Linked DNA regions of Xenopus tropicalis: region 1 is linked to region 2. The links are chromatin contacts, called in public Hi-C maps. All regions are on one chromosome and are shown on one strand. Each heading gives the region's core, a stretch centred on a gene start, on an enhancer-like site or on the middle of the called end of the contact. The rest is flanking DNA. Distances are from core to core; before and after follow the strand shown.

What was found. Hi-C and Micro-C count contacts between places; a contact is called where the count stands out from the background.
Region 1: a contact with region 2 is called in a Hi-C map of neurula embryo, with 2.4 times the contacts expected there. The contact joins the promoter of cers1 here to the promoter of klf2 in region 2. A contact is called at or near these places in 3 of 5 Hi-C or Micro-C datasets (brain, gastrula embryo and neurula embryo).

The regions. Positions count from the first base shown.
Region 1 is chr1:112,602,526-112,605,676 of UCB_Xtro_10.0, reverse strand. It overlaps cers1 (ceramide synthase 1), which reads left to right and starts at 1,847. Exons shown (of 7, transcript XM_002940602.5): 1 at 1,847-2,756. The coding sequence starts at 2,517. It also overlaps a transcript of ddx49 not described here.
Region 2 is chr1:112,430,353-112,433,818 of UCB_Xtro_10.0, reverse strand. It overlaps klf2 (Kruppel-like factor 2), which reads left to right and starts at 1,665. Exons shown (of 3, transcript NM_001016764.3): 1 at 1,665-1,842; 2 at 2,528-3,419. The coding sequence starts at 1,789.

The sequences.
Region 1 (3,151 bases), core at 598-3,097, 170 kb before region 2:
GAGGCAGTGTAGGGCAAATACTTACCCTAAGACCCTCAATGAACTTGAAGATATTTTTTTTTTTTTTTTTTTAAAAGGACAGTAACAAAAAAAATGATAAGGTACAATTTACATATAAACTTAGTATGTAAAAACTGTGCCTCAGAAGATTGAATTCCTTGTAAATAAATAAGCTGATTTGTAGGCAAGTATGCAGTATGTATGGGCAGTTTTGGATAGTGAATAAAAGCTAAGCTATTAAAAATAGAATAGGATTTTAGTTCCAATTAACTGGTGTTAGATGTGATTTGTGGCTCTATACATATAGGGTGGAAGCCTTGTTTCCCAAGGATAACTGTTTACTACAGACCCAGGAATTGTCTTGTGAAGACATAAGATTCCTGAGAGTGAGAATACAGTTTTTCCTATCTTACTACCCACTACTTTCAGCAAATCTGCAGGATATAGCAACGTAGATGTGATAGTGTGAGGTAAAATGCAATTTGTAGCACAGTCCTTGCATTTTGAAGTGTCAGTTGCAGGGATTTTAGAATTTCCTTGTGAGTGGAAAAAACTAAAGTTCTTTGCCCCCTTACTTTAGCATAGGGGCTGTAGCTGTGGAACCACCTGGCAAATGGAGGTCCATGGGTTAGGTATGTCCCTTCATGAGATTTTATGGCCTCCAGAGGCCATTTTGGCAATCACTGCAATTCTTGTCCTTCCTAGTGACAGGCAAGCATTGCTCATAATTATGTGGCTCTGTATTTTTTTTTTTCCTATCACTGGTCACTAAAATGACAAATCATATGCTTTCTCATGCATAATTAGGAAAGAAAATACTAAAAGCAGGGCTAGTATTAATGACAAAGCTGTAAAGGTATAATAAATAATGCAAGAGAAATATATTTATTAGACACATCACAATGGGCAATAAAACGAGAATAAGTATAAGAGAAAGTACACATGGAGAGGGAAGGAAAAAAATGTTTTGGTGGGAGAAAGGAGAGATCAGAAATATAAGGAGTTTGGAGGAGGAAGAGGTATGGAAATAATGTAACTAGAAGGTTTGCTTGGGTATAATACAAAAGGAAAGGGATACATTGGTCATCAAACAGGGATGGAGGAAAAAAGGCTGGAGAAAAAGTGATAGAAATATGAGGAGTATGTAGTAAAATTCAATTCATGTTCTGTTTGCATCCCTTTCCTTACCCACAGCAAAAGACACACACTAACTAAAAGCTGACATTAAGATTGATGTTCAAAGAACATACATATGAAAGAGATCAGGAGTGGAATCTGTTCAACATGGCATTAGAACAGATGGACAGAAACGAGCTATGAGCTAAATAATGCCCACCTAGCTACTAGTCGCCTCTCCGTTCCACTGTACAGTTTCCTACGCTTTCCCAACTCCTGAGTCATGTGGACAGCTAAGTCAAAATTGATTGGTCTGTCAGATCCCAGTGCAGCTGTCACTGAAATATCTGCTGAAGGAGGGGAGAGACGGGGCAAGGAGGATCGGGTGAACCCAAAGCTTGGTAGAATTTCAGGTTGACAAATTCACCATCTTCCACTCCAATTCAATTGCTGACCTATTTTTACTTCTGCAGCTCATTCCTCTGAATTGCTTTGGAAGCCCTAAATCCGTAATATGGGAGCGATTAGAAGTTTGTCAGGGCTCTTATTTTAATAGAGGGACAAAATTATTGTTGGGGGGGCACGCCTATGTAAGTATTCCACTCACAGATACTGCAATACATGCGAGGCGCGACCCTCCCGTCACTTTGGAAGGTTCAGCTGCTGCCCCCCCCCCCCCCCCATACAATCCCCATACAATCGGACTCTCACATCCACAGCAGCCGGTCAGTTTGACATCACGCAGGTTCCAATCCCCTCTCCCTGCTCTGATTGGCTGCCGCGCCGTCCTTTCCGCCCCTTCATTCAAACGTGCGCTGAATGTATATGAGGGCTGTACCCTCCCTGCCAAGAGCCGGTGTCTCCCTGCTGCTGGGCGCCCCATCTCTCATTGTACAGGCAGTACCGGGCTCGGTTGTAGGTTTGGGCTTCCTGCCTGTGAGTACCAGCAAAGCACAAGGAAAGGAGCATCCCCTCTCCCATATCTGGACCTGATCTTTCTGTCTGAAGGGGAGGGGGGATTCGCTGAGCCATCTCAAAAAATAGAAGGGGTGTAGGAGCCGCTGCCTCCCAGACCAACTAAAAGGCACCTTGGGATCGCTTCCTATTGTGCATCACACGTCTGTATCCCTCACAGGCCGAGGAGGCACCGGCAGCCCTGCTCCCCCCAGGCCCCTACAGCCCCTTGCACCATTCAGACAGAGCACAATGCCTGTGGGCGGGGGACCAGCAGCTGAACATTAGCCTGGCCGGATCAGTGCCACCATACTAAATGGGATTTCTGGGGTGACTTCGCATCGTCCATTTGTTTTCCATCATGTTTGAGTTCTAACGGGAGCTAAAATCCCTTCAGCGCCGCAGGATACAGGAGCAGCTTCCCGTACATCTTCCCATTGCCCGCCATGGAGGCACTGCACCCAGCACTCCCGCCACCCGCTGCTCCCGGATATATGGAGCTCTTGCTCCGGGGTGGGGGCACATTCATGGATGCCCTAAGGGAATGCAAGGACTGTGGATGGGAACTATCCTTGGCTACCCTAAAGAAACATGCCAGCCTTACCTGGGCAGAGCTCCTATGCCTGCTTATAGGCGCCTTGGTATGGACTGGCCTAAGAAAGGCAACCACAAGGTGGATCTTCCAGGTTAGTTACACAGTAACAGGCATTAGTGGGCAAGGAAACAACCTGGCTTCCTTCTAAACACTTCTCACTCCTTTTATACACACCATATGCACAAGTATCACCAGAGTACCAGCCAGGTGCAAATTCCTACACATATCCACACATCCCTGCTATCTGCACACATTGGGTCACTCACAATTGTGTCAGCTGAGGAAAGGGTGTCACGTTTCAGCAATAATAATGCCAAATCAGTTCATTATTAATAGCAATATCATTAATCTGTTATAATCTTCTGCAGTGCAGAACCATTAGGTATACAGGCATCCTTTTTAGACAAGTGGCCTTTAGATTCCAGGTTACAGATGAAAAGGCCATCATCAGCCATCCTGGTATTGCCCCAAGACAGGCCTGCCATA
Region 2 (3,466 bases), core at 416-2,915:
TCTGATGATCGCAAATATCACGAAAATGCTTATGAAAAAATCAGAATAGTCACGACAATATCGTATTGGCGATCCGAAAGTCACAAAATTTTCGTATCCGACGATTGTACACGAAGGGAAAACCTTTCTGACTGTGATCCTCCTGTGCATGATTTTGGAAGCCTCCCATAGGACTCAATGGCACTCTGCAGCTCCAACCTGGCCCAAGGAAAGTCTCTCATAGGGCTCAATGGCACTCTGCAGCTCCAACCTGGCCCAAGGAACGTCTCCCATAGGGCTCAATGGCACTCTGCAGCTCCAACCTGGCCCAAGGAAAGTCTCTCATAGGGCTCAATGGCACTCTGCAGCTCCAACCTGGCCCAAGGAAAGTCTCTCATAGGGCTCAATGGCACTCTGCAGCTCCAACCCGGCCCAAGGAAAGTCTCCCATAGGACTCAATGGCACTCTGCAGCTCCAACCTGGCCCAAGGAAAGCCTCCCATAGGGCTCAATGGCACTCTGCAGCTCCAACCTGGCCCAAGGAAAGCCTCCCATAGGGCTCAATGGCACTCTGCAGCTCCAACCTGGCCCAAGGAAAGTCACCCATAGGGCTCAATGGCACTCTGCAGCTCCAACCTGGCCCAAGGAAAGTCTCCCATAGGGCTCAATGGCACTCTGCAGCTCCAACCTGGCCCAAGGAAAGTCACCCATAGGGCTCAATGGCACCCTGCAGCTCCAACCTGGCCCAAGGAAAGTCACGATATCGAAGCTTGAATGAATCTTAAACTTTTGTACTCGGCGCGACAATACAAATTTGTTGCACAAATTTTGTTGCAAAGTATGAAAAAGTTGCGCAAAGTACGAAAAAGTTGCAGAAAATATGCACAGTTAGAACCAATACAATTTTTTTGTATTCGGTCTCAATCGTACTTTGCTACTTTGCCCCTATGTATGGCCCATATTTAGCCTCCCCAAACAAAAACCCTCCGCCTAGTATATACCAACCATATAACATGAGAATTATGATGCATACGTATGGATAAAGCAACGCCTGCGACAGCTGGGGGTCCAGAAGTTACAAGGGGCTGAGCAGCAGAACGCTCACTGATTTCTCACAGTTTAAAAGATTTTTCTAAGAGGACAAATAACGCGGGATTCCCCCTGTAAATAAACTCAATTTGACAACTAAGGTATTTGTACAAACAGAACCTGTTCACATCGTGTTTCACAATAAAGAGAGCGCTACACTGAATTCGCAGGCTTTGCGTTAATTACTACAGCATCAGTTCTACTTCTGAACTCTGACACGATTTGCAACGCTTTCCCTGCCAAATCCAAAAGGGCGGGCTTTTCGGCCTGGGGCTCCCTCCTACGTCACTGGCTCGTCACTAAAGTTCTGTGTTGGCCTGTGTTTCCCTCGGTTGCTAAGGGAGACCACAGGAGAGGGGCGTGGCCAACTCTTTAAAGGGCTCCAGGAGCTGCTGCTCTCGCTGCAGACTGAACTTGACTGCAGGGTTTATATAGTGCTGCTAAATTTAGGCTCCACTGAGTGCTCAGCCTCCTCATCCTGAACGTGTTTCCTCCTCTCCTTGCAATTGGTTTGGTGCGTGCCCCCGTGCCTTTATTTATAAATCCAGGCCCCCTCTCAGCTGCAAGGAAAACTGTTTTTGCTATTGCGCGTAACTTCATGCACACACGGACCTCTCCGCAACAGGGATCGGGGAGTTCGCAAATCCTATTTAATTCGTCATTTTTAATTGTAACTTTTTTTTTCGTTTTGCTGACAATCTGACTCGGACAAGACGTTGGGATGGCTCTGAGCGAGACCATTCTCCCTTCTTTTGCTACGTTTGCAAGCCAAGATGTAAGTATATCGAGTGGGGGAGAGTAGTGAGACAGGTGTGCTGCCTGGGGAGAGTGCTTAGTCGCATATTGAGATTGTTTGCAATTAGACTGGAGTGCCATTGTATGCTGATTAGGACTTTTTCTTCTTCAGCGGCATTATATAAATGATGTAGAATTTTTTTATTAATCTTTATTTTTTCAAGATTAATATAGTATACTATTATCTTATGGAAAATATCCTAATTAGAATTTAGGGCTGCTTTACACCTGCACAACATACTCCTAGGCAGACTTTTTTTGTGTAATACCTGCCTCTGTTCCTATAAGAGAATAATCAATGAAATGAAGTTTTCTAGGACTTTGATGCTTAGAGTAACTGTGTGAGTTCTTGCAGTGCATGAGATTCGCCTGATTTCTGAAAGCAGAAGTTGGTGTGTGTGTGTATTTCTAGGTAATGTGTAGGTGTGGAGATTGAAAGATTTGGTGGATATGAAGTGCATGCTAGAAAGCACTGATTCATTCTGCTATAAAGCAGGTTGTTGTAATGTCTCTGATCCCTATTTATAGTATTTGCAGTGCTCTTTGATTATGTGTCGGTGAGCGTGCTTACTATGATTTGCAGCCCCAGTGTGGGTACATTGGTGTGTCTGTGTAGTTTAGGTAACTACCTGCTCTCATGTATTTCCTATCATTTCTCTTTCTAGAGGTGGAAGTGCGATTATGAGTCCAAGTCTCCCCGCAGCAGCTGTGGCATTCCAGATGTAATGCAGAGCCCAGACGCCTTCTCTACTAAGAAGGAAGATGAAGATTTAAACAATGTGCTGGAATTTGTGTTGGCTATGGGTGGTGACAAAAGTGTCCAAATCTGTGGAGAATATTCAATGGCACCTTCAGAGTCCTGCAATTACTACCAAACAAGCCCTTCTCCGGGAAGCTACAGCACAGACCACAGCCCTCCTCCTTACAGTTCAGGTAGCCTCATGACTGAACTGATTAGGTCTGACATGGACAACTACTGCCATCCCAGCAATGTTCAAGGGAGGTTCTTTGTGACTTCAAATTTTGACTTTCCAGATACTATAAAAGCAGAACCTGACATGGATTCATATGGACCAGTAATGGGCATGGTTCCCCAGTCCTGCACAAAGATCAAGCAAGAGGGCAGTACTGCTTGTATGATGGCATATGAACAGCCTAGACTTGCCAATTCTCCTCAGATGGGTGGCCCTGACACCCCTCCTTTGAGCCCTGATGACATAATGTTAAGTGAATGCCAGTCCCAATTGATGTGCCATCCCTCAGTGCCTTATGGTCATAACTATCAGCACACTGGCTTCCATCACCAGTCACCTGTCCAGTACCAAAATACCTCCCAGTATGGCATGTTTGAGGACAATCTGCCCATGCAGCCTTCAATTGCCAGGGGCATGATAACCCCTCCCTGCTCCCCTTTGGAAATTCTGGATACCAAGCCAAAGAGAGGCCGCAGATCTTGGCCCAGGAAAAGGACAGCAACACACACTTGCTCTTATGCTGGTTGTGGGAAGACCTACACAAAGAGTTCCCACTTGAAAGCTCATCTCAGAACACACACAGGTAAATATCAGTTATACATTGCTCAAACCAATAAGCTGTTCTTCTTT